Regions from separate parts of the Mus musculus genome. Here region 2 is linked to region 1. Evidence: chromatin contacts called from public Hi-C data. All regions are on one chromosome and are shown on one strand. Each heading gives the region's core, a stretch centred on a gene start, on an enhancer-like site or on the middle of the called end of the contact. The rest is flanking DNA. Distances are from core to core; before and after follow the strand shown. Region 1 holds the start of Ddhd1 (DDHD domain containing 1). Region 2 holds the start of Gmfb (glia maturation factor, beta).

What was found. Hi-C and Micro-C count contacts between places; a contact is called where the count stands out from the background.
Region 2: a Hi-C map of B cells shows a contact between it and region 1, with 10 read pairs. The contact joins the promoter of Gmfb here to the promoter of Ddhd1 in region 1. A contact is called at or near these places in 5 of 39 promoter capture datasets (embryonic stem cells, hippocampal neurons, liver and 1 more), 3 of 484 Hi-C or Micro-C datasets (B cells, CD4 T cells and the G1E-ER4 cell line), 4 of 115 datasets of contacts at active chromatin or transcription factors (the 230-238 cell line, astrocytes, differentiating embryonic stem cells and 1 more) and 3 of 9 other capture datasets (adipose tissue, liver and pancreatic islet).

What each region holds. Positions count from the first base shown.
Region 1 is chr14:45,655,786-45,660,798 of GRCm38.p6, reverse strand. Ddhd1 (DDHD domain containing 1) reads left to right here and starts at 2,656. Exons shown (of 14, transcript NM_001042719.2): 1 at 2,656-3,577. The coding sequence starts at 2,788. Mir5131 (microRNA 5131) reads left to right here and starts at 2,746; the gene lies at 2,746-2,838.
Region 2 is chr14:46,820,029-46,825,041 of GRCm38.p6, reverse strand. It overlaps Gmfb (glia maturation factor, beta), which reads left to right and starts at 2,800. Exons shown (of 7, transcript NM_022023.2): 1 at 2,800-2,941. The coding sequence starts at 2,939.

The sequences.
Region 1 (5,013 bases), core at 1,407-3,906:
AGTGTACATAAATATAATAAATAAATAAATCTTTTTTAAAAAAAACTGCTAAAAAAAAGCAAACAAAACAAAACCACAACTGATTATTAGCATGGAAATACTTGGACTACATCCTGCCAAGAAATGGGAAGACATTTTAAATGTCTTGATTAAAAAGGAAGGAAGGAAGGAAGGTAGGTAGGAAGGAAGGGAAGGAGGGAGGAAGGGAGGGAGGGAAAGGAAAGGACATGGCTGCTCTTAGATATGGTGGAGGAGGAAGTTTATTATAGATATGTGGGAGAGCATGTCTATGGCTCCGCTCTCCCACATATCTATGCTCTCTCACATATCTATAAGACAAAGACATCTGGTAGAGTCCAGAGGACCAGGTGACCAGACTGAGCAGGGCTGTGTGGGGGAGAGAGAAGAACTGGGTGCTGTAGCTAAGAGGTCAAAAGTACAAAAGAGGCAAATGTACTAAAGTACAAAATGGCTGGATTATACAGGGAAGAGGCACCTGGGTAAGGGCAGCCTGGCCCCTGGGCTGGAGAGTTCTGGGGTAGAAGACAGGGTATGCCAGCCATATCCTGTAACAGGCAGGGACTAAGGGATGCTGGGAGAACCTGGAGGTCAGGTCTGCTTTGATATTAATAGGCACCGTAGCCATTTGTCCCAGGGTTTGAGACTTGACACTGTATCTACCACTTTTAATTACACTTTAATATAGCATCTCCTAAGCTAGAGGATCCTGGTTCTCTTTGGCATCGGAAGCATACAGAAGTGTCTGTACATGGGTAACTATCAGAACAGTGTGGATCAATGCCTCCATGAATAAAACACAGTTCAAAGTTCATACTCAATTTCTTACTCTGCATACTATTAATAGAGACATTGGGAAAGAATTTGGGATGCAGAAATGCAGATGCTTTGTTAGTGGGGCTGTAATGTACAAGTGGACAGACTGCTCACTGAGCAAGATTATCCAGCCAATCCAGTCGTTATGGTAGAAAATACCACCCATGTTCCTCTATTTATCATGAATTGCAACAGTATCATCTGCCCATAGAAAGCAGGGCCTTCCAACAGATCCCTCCAAAAGCACAGGGCACAACAGAGATGAGCCTGATTGAAATAATGACTTTGAAGGCTCTCTGACAGGTTACATCCTGAGAGCAAGACAACTTGCCCTACTGACCTGTTTCCACAAAGTAAACATTAACAGTGAAGACTGTCTGTTCTTGAAGTAAGAGCAAGATTGGAGATTGTTTTCTCAAGATAGGATGGGTTTATAAAATGAATTTTTTTTTCAATTTAAGAGAATGGTCTGAGGTGACAGAGTGCCTCAGCTATAAAACAGGATTTCTATGAAGTTACAGCTGACCTTGACCAAACTCATCAGTCAGCCACAGTCCAAATAATCTCTGCTGGGGCAGCCTGTTCCCCAAAATGAACTGCCTTTTAATAAAACAGATAATTCCAGGAAAGGTACATCATAGACCGACACATAGCTCTATGGCTGCAAGAATTTCATTTCCAAGCCACCCACTTGCCTCTATAAAGGGCCCCAGCTAGTTTACTCCCTTCTAAGACACCCATTTCCCTCCGGAGAGTGTCTTTCCTTCTTTGTTTGAAATAAACTGTCCATCTGTTGAGGTCAGACTCTGGTCTCTGTCTTCTCTTTACTCTGTCTTGGAAGTCTAACATAACAGAGCCTCCGTGTCTCCCTGAAACCAGGAAGTGAGTTACAGAATCAGAGTTATACTAAAAACAAAAACCAAACCAAACTTGGGAAGGCTTAAAAGCCATAGAATTACTAGAGACCGTCCGGTGCAACGATCTCCTACTTATAGCAAGGAATAAGACAAATAGATAAAGGAGATTAAGTGACTTGCCTGGAGGTGGCAAAGCTGAGTTTAGAACCTAGGTTTTTGTTTTTTTTTTTTTCCTCTTTCAGTCTAATAATCTACCACACAAGGCTGGCAAGACCAGTTAGTTATAACCAAGGTACATCGAATGCGCACAGACTGTGGGAAAAGACTAAGACATAGGGACTTGGTTTCCATCCAAGGCCTTACTGCACTACAGAAAGAACAGGAAGCATAAGGACAAGAGGGCAAGCAATCTAAAGAACTGGCACAGTGACTCTAGGACGCCAGTTTTGTAAGTGGGAGTGGTCGTGCCCAGGTGAGCAGCAGGCGTAGAGGTGGGGTGCCTTCTGTATGAATGGGCTGAAGGTTGGGAAAGGGCCAAACCAGGTGACCGAGCAGGTCTTTCGGATGCTGAAAGCAGGCCTAAAGCCAGGAACGTGAGCTAGCAACTTCCAGGGCCCCTCTGGGCATACAGCTGAATCACCCACGGGGCTCATGACCCGAAAGTGTAAAGATGAGTGGGCGAGAGCCTCACTGCGGCTGGCATCCAGGGGCGTGGAAGCGAGGGGGCGGAGCCACTGCGTCGAAAGTCGTGAGGCAGGGGCTCCACGGATGCCGAGACCGCCGCGACCCCGTCTGACCCCCGCTTCCAGGCGCGGAAGACTACGTACAGCCTAGCGCCAAACGGGAGCTCCAGCAGAGTCCTCGGGCCTTCCGGGGAGGCGCGCGCGGCTGGGGGCGGGGCCCCTGTGGCCCCGCCCACGCAGGGCTGCGTAACAATGGGGCGGGCCCCGGAACGGCGCTGCGGCGGCCGGGGGCCGGCGGGGAGGCGGAGTCGCCTCGGCCGCAGCTGCTGCCCTGCTCGGGATTTGAAAGATTATAAAGTCCGGGCCGAGAGGGCGGCGGCGTCGGATGCGCGTGTGGCGGAAGCGCCGGCGGCATGAACTACCCGGGCCGCGGCGCCCCACGGAGCCCCGAGCGTAACGGCCGCGGCGGCGGTGCCTGGGAGCTGGGCTCGGACGCGGCGGGCGTGTTCGGCGGCGGCGGCTGCTGCTTCGAGCACCAGCCGGGCGACAGCGTGCCGCTGTCGCTGCTGCGCGCCGAGCCGCTGCACCTGGCACCGGGCGCCGACGACCTGAGCCACCTGGCTCTGGACCCGTGCCTCAGCGACGAGACCTACGACTTCAGCTCGGCCGAGTCCGGCTCGTCGTTGCGCTACTACAGCGAGGGCGAGAGCGCGGGCGGCGGCAGCTCTTCTTCGCCTCCGCCGCCGCTCGTCGCCCAGAACTCGGGGGGCGGCGGGGCGGCGGGAGGGGGCCCCGGGGACAGGAAGCGCGCCCGGCCCGGCGGCGCAGCCGCCCGGCACCGCTACGAGGTGGTGACGGAGCTGGGCCCCGAGGAGGTGCGCTGGTTCTACAAGGAAGACAAGAAGACCTGGAAGCCCTTCATCGGCTACGACTCTCTGCGCATCGAGCTCGCCTTCCGGACCCTGCTGCAGACCACGGGCGCCCAGGCCCGGGCGGCGGGCCGCGATGGAGACCGGGTGTGTGGCCCAAGCTCCAGCTTCGGGGAGGAAGACGAGGAGGACAGCGCCTGCGGCTTCTGCCCGCGCGCGGCGGGGCCTGAGCCGGAGATGGAGGAGCTGGTGACCATCGAGCCGGTGTGCGTGCGCGGCGGCCTCTACGAGGTGGATGTCACTCAAGGAGAGTGCTACCCGGTGTACTGGAACCGTAAGTGGCTGGCCAGGGGCGGGCCAGGCTCGGCGCGCGCTGGACGGCGTTTGGGGGTTCGGTTGCCCCCGCGATGCCTGCCTCGGGTTAGGATGCAGGTTGCGCGGGGTGCCTCGGCAGGTGAAGGGTAAAAGAGCAGATGGCAGCGCCCAAGCTGCTAGCGGGGTCAGGAGGGGAGGATTCCGCCGGGGATTGTGCCTCCTGGGTGAGTAGAGTGCTGCTGCCATCCCCTGGAGGGTATCCAGGAACGGATCCCCAAGCCAGTAGCTTTAGTTTCTTGACCGTACCAGGGGCTTTGTCCACCTGGATATCTGATTCGGTCTCGTGTCTCCTGAAGCTCCTGTGATTTAAATAACATGTCCTGGAGTGAGTGGAAATGCTTGAGTGTTTTTATGAGAATCAACAGTTCAGCTTAAAACCTGAGAAGAGAAAAGCCCTGACGGGAAAGGAGAGTTACAATGTGTTATTCACAGTGGATGTGTTGGGCACAAGAGGAAAGAACTGCAGGAAGTGGCAGTGCGAAGTGGGTCCGTACCCTCTGTATAGAATGTTTTCATATCTCTTGGGTCCTTTTTACATATTTTTACTTTTGCTTCTTAACCTAGAAAAATTGCACGACCTCGGTTTTCACATCTGTTAAATGGGACTGTCATAAAGGTCTGAACGATGCTTTAGGCAACACGGGTAGGTTTAAAATCAGAATGAGGAAGGGTAATCCATAATCTGACGTGGCATGCAGCAGTTATTAATATATATGATATGTAGTAGTAACAAGTTATTGGCCATCAATAATTTGTACCATACAGTATTAACTTTATGGGCTTCAGTGCCCTTACTCAAATGTCTTTTCCTGATCTTTTGGCCCTCTATACATCTTATATTATTTATTCTGATCTATATTAATTATGTGTATTGATGGCTTAGCTTCCTTTCGGTTTATTTAGTAGCTTCTGGTCAGAGTCCACCACCTTTATCTTTGTACTCATAAAGCAGGTATTCGATGACTTGGTACCGAATTGCATCAGTGATTCTGATAATGCTAAAGCATGCATGCATTAGGTGCAAGTAACTATGATGGCAGATTCAGCACATTCCAAGTCAGGTATAGGTAGCATAGCAGGAAATTTCTTGCTACTCTTCAGGACAATAAAGGCAATAAAGGTTGTTAGTTTTTTAAAGATGAGACTCATATGGACTCTGTTAGGTCACCTCTTGATTATAAACTCACTGAGGACGGACTTAGTAGTTGTATGTGCTAGCACAGTACCTCTGTGCACATTGTTTGGAAACCCATGTCTTTCAGAGGCTTCCCATCCCATTTCTTTTTAAATGATCCACACATCACCATGGGTCTTTCCTGCAGATAAAAACACAGAACTTAGTGGACCCAGAAAGCAAGGTCAGAGGGGCTGGAGAGATGGGTCAGCAGGTAAGAA
Region 2 (5,013 bases), core at 1,551-4,050, 1.2 Mb before region 1:
TTGGATTTAACTCTGAAGCCCTTGTTTACAAAGTCTTCCTTCCTGGGTGCTTCCTCATCTCTATAGAGACCACTCTCATGGTATCTAGTATATTTCTGATGGCAATCCTACTGGCTTGGTTATAAACATCTTCTGACTAGTCTAGCTAGCTTTTTAGGTGCAGAAGGATGGCTCCTCCCTGATGTTCATGCTGCAATAACCTATCTTATATTTGTTACATTACAGAGTGAGAGAAGTTCTTTTGAGTGAGGTTACTTGGCAGTGCCACATAAGCTATTCAGGGTAAACGAGTATGACTCTCAAAGTCCCAGAAAAATGGCTTCTCTTTATAATCTTATTACCAATTTAGCTCTCGAGCATGTGTGTACGTGTATGCATGCACGCACATGTGGAGGCCAGTTTTAGTCTCTGCCCACTGCGTCCCCAGTACTAGAATGACATACTTTTACTAATATACCTGACTTTGAACTCAGTTCTTTGTGCTTTACACAGCAAGCAATTTATTGACTGAGCCATCTCCCCAGCCCTAACTAACTTTGTTCTTGAACACTATCCCTCCCCCGTCAATAGTATGGGAATGAAGGAAGAGAGGATAATGGGAGCTTACATTTATAAACTGAAAGTCTTATTATGATTTGGGTCTGTGGTGGTGGCTCAGTGAGGAGAGTGCTTGCTTGACTGTAAAATGGTGAGGGCCTCAGTTCAGATCACTGAAATCCATGTGAAAGCTAGACAGACTGAGTATGTAATGCCATTGGTTTAATTGGATCCCCAGAAGGTCTTGAGCCAGGTAGCCTGACACTTGCAGTGGCAATAAGACATGCCTATGACAAACAAGGTGGAAGGTGAAGATTAACTCTGGAAGTTGACCTTTGACCTCCACAAGTGCACTGTGGGATGTCCCAACCTGTGGCACACACATGAACAACTAACTACACATACACAAAAGCGTTTAAAAAGGAATTGGTCTTCTTGAGTTTAACACTTTAAGAATCTGGTCTCTTTCAAGAAAATTCGTAGCCTTCCCCTTTCTCTCTCCCATGTCTCTTGCTTCTCCTAAAAGGATGATCTGATGACAGCAGATGCTCATGGGATGTGGTGGGAGGCGGGAAAATGAGAGTGTAGATCTGAACCATGCATATAGGTCCTCACCAAGCTGTAGACAGCTTCATCTGAGTGTCTGTTTCTAGAGAGTTCCCACCGCTGGGATTCAAGGCTCGAGCCATGAACTTGTGTCGGTAAAATCTTTGGTAACCCACAGCCTCTTAGCTCTGCAGGCTTGCTAGATGCTCATCTTCGTTTTACCAGAGGAGGGGGACTGTTATAGGACCGTGTAGATTCGCCTGCATGTCACATGCTGGTTTCAGGGCTATCTTATGCAAACAGATTAGGCCACTTCTGCCACTGAAGAGATCTCTATTGTGTTAAAGATGGAATAGAGTCAAGTTCCAGGCTTCTCCCCAGAGAAGAGGATTTTCTCTGACACCTTGCCTATTTTGATGCTCCAGTGACTACATCCTTCCCTCTGCCATTTCAAGCTAGAGGAGAAGGCCAGAGTGGGAAAGGAAGGCTCTGCAGGTGCTCCAGCCTTCCTCCCCAGCTTCTACAGATCCACAGCAGAAGGTTTTCCCTTCCTACTGTTCACTTTGTCCCACCTTCCTTAAGGAGTGGTGTACAGGAAATCCATTTACCATTACCAATATCTGGATTTAAAACAAATGCTTATAGAGATTCAAAACTGCATAAGGTGCCTCTCACTGAAAACCTCTGGGTTTAATATGGAGATCCAAAACTCTATTTTTAGAAATCAAAGTTGCTCTTGGCATTTCTCTCTTCTTTCCTCCCTTCCAATTTCTTTCTTATTCTTAAAAACTATATTATTAGTTTGTGTGTATGGGTGTTTTGCCTGCTTGCACCACAAGCCTGCAGTGGCCCTGGAGGCCAGAGAGTGTTTTGGATTTCCTGGGGCTGGAGTTACACTGTCAACTACCATATTGGTGGGTTCTGGAGATCCGGCCAGGGTGGAGAGAACAACCTGTACTCGCAACCCCTGAGCCATCTCTCCAACTCCCATCCTTTCTTATTTTTGAAAGAGAATTCTACTAATCGTTTGAGGATAATAGTTATGGATGACAAAGGAGGAAGTACCAAAAGAGTATACAAATATTAGAATGTTTTAAAAATCTCTTATATTTATTTTTCGTAAAGTTGCCAATCCTTTCATCCACATAGTCTTTTTTGTACCTCATACTGTTTCTTAGAAAGGCAAGTTTATCTCCGTTATGGAATACCAGTAGTAATACATTTAAAAGGTCGTAACTTTTTGAGTGTCACACTTTGAAACAATAAGAGCACCTGGGTTTCAGAGTTCAATTCGCTGTAACTTGAGAGTAAAAGCCAACATGATCAACATTGGTAACCATTTACTGGTGAGTATGAATAGATTTTGGAAAATAAATTTATTCAGTAAGTTCTGGAAAGCAGGCAGGGTCAGGGATGGCGCCCTGGGACAGGTGCAAGGATGAAAGCCGCGTCTACCTTTGAAAAGCATTAAATCTGCAAGTAAACTGTAATCGACACGCACATTTACCACTCAAGTCATTAGCTCAGGTTTGGCACCACGAAATACCTGCCGTTAAGGCTTGTAGAATATTTAAAGACACCAAGAATCTGCGCACCGCTTGGCTGGCTCATTCCTTGGTAACGGCGCAGCATCCTTACTTAACAGGCACCAGAGGCGCCCGCGTCCGCATTTCGCCAAATTTTGGGCCTCGCCTCCCGCCGTCCGCTGTCACGTGCGGGCCACGGCGGCCGCGTCCTTAGGTGGGGGAGGCTGAGCGGTGCGCCAGCCGAAACAGGAAGGGAGTTGGCTGCCGAGCCATTCTTAAAGGGGCCCAAGAGATCGCACGGCAACGGGCCGCTGACGACCGGAAGGAAAATGGTAAGTGGCGGCGAAGGGAGGCACCGCGGGGTTGGACGGACTCGCAGTCCGTTCCCGACTTCCAGCGGCAGCGCGGAAGACCCCCGCGCTGCGGGCGGACGGTTGGAACGTGGCCTCCGCGTGGACCCTTGTGGTCCCCGCGGCGGAAACGGGCTGGGCCTGAGGGCCGGCGTTGTAGGCGAGTGTCAGGGTTCTGGTTGCATTCCGGCTTCGCCCAGGCTTCTTTCTACCTGCACCCCCTTGTTTCTGGCTGAATAGCTCCCGATACCCACATTCTTCCAGTCCAGGCCGTTGGAACCCATGTGACCCAGGGCTCTGATTTTGCCTTTAAGCAACTGTCAGAGGTTTAGTTTTGCTGCGTCTGGGGCAGTGGTTTCTGATCTCCTTGACGATGGACCCCAAGCATAAAGACAAAGTGGAGAATTAAGTCAGGTGCTCTCAAGGACCTTCTGGAGCCTTCCCAAAGTGTTTTTTAAGTACGACCAAGTATCATGGAAACAACAACAGGAAGACACTTATCTATAAATCCTCTCTTGGGGACCACTTCCGTCTAGCAGATCTTACCGCGGTCATTGAACCCAGTGAACTCGTGGCTTTTCATCGTTTTGACCTTTCAGCTACATTCCAGGGTGTTGACACTGGTGTTTGAGGCATCTCTTTAATTTTGCCTACCCCAACCCCCTTGGCTTTTGGGATTCAGAACTGGCTTTCCTCCTATTTCTGCTGATGCATCTGTTCCCCTTGGATTCCTTTCTCCATTCCTTGGACTATGCCCGTGAGTGCCCTAGGCTCCATTCCAAGGCTTCATTTTCTATTGTTTTTCTCTTTGCTGAACTTCTGGCTTCAGTAACCACCTACGTTGAGTTGACCTGTGAGTTCCTATCTCTGACCTTAGCTGAGATCCAACCAGCAGTTACATTCCACTTTTTGGTTAATTTCATCACACAGAAGCCACAGAGGCTCCTCAGTTTGTCCAAAAAGAACTCATAGCTTCCTCCACACATCTGGTCTTCATTCAGCCGGAATTCTGCAACTTGGCTAAAGGTGTGTTTGTGTTCCTTACACAAAGCCAGAAGTCTAGAAGTTATCTTTGTAAGTCTTTATTTCCTTCATATTGAATCTAACCCAGTTCTTATGTAGTGGAGAGAGAGAGAGAGAGAGAGAGAGAGAGAGAGAGAGAGAGAGAGAGAGAGAGAGAGAGAGAGAGAGAGAGAGAGAGAGAGAAAGAGCGAGCGCGCGAGCAAGCGCTGGAGTTCAGCATATCTGGGTTGCTTCCTGGGTCCACTACCTGTATGACTTAAGACTTTGGAGAAGATGCTTCTAGCCTGTCTAAATCTTAAATTTCCTGCCATATGTGGATGGCACTGGTGTGGGTGCGATAGTTTGGAGCATAAAGTGGGAGTCAGCTTTGTGCTGTATACGTGGTAGCTCACTGATGTTATTCACGTCTTTTATGCTGATCTTTAATTCCTCGGCTACTTGTCATCTCTGAAATAGTCTTGCTGGTAACTAGGGCTGTTGTGCTCTTCCTGGCTCTCTGCCTGCTTACTGCATATCACAACAAATATGATCTTATCAAAATTCAAATATGGCCATGTTTGCCTTCCCTACAATACTTAAAGCGTGTTGATAGCTTATATTTGCTCATGGGACAGAAATCTGAGTACCTACAATGCCCTTCCCTACTCTTTTTTTTTTTTTTTTTAAAGATTTATTTATTTATTATATGTAAGTACACTGTAGCTGTCTTCAGACACTCCAGAAGAGGGAGTCAGATCTTGTTACGGATGGTTGTGAGCCACCATGTGGTTGCTGGGATTTGAACTCTGGACCTTCGGAAGAGCAGTCGGGTGCTCTAACCCACTGAGCCATCTCACCAGCCCCCTTCCCTACTCTTGGTCCTTGCTCCTGTTGTGGGCATCTGAGTCGCACCGTGGTTTCATGACTTTGACTGCCTTGTTCACTCTAATCACTTTAGATAGCTTTTGCTGTCACCGTGTTTTTCACTTTTAAGTCTTCAAAGCATCTTGGCTCTCCTGTTTAGCCTTTTTCACAGGTATCAACTAAGAGGT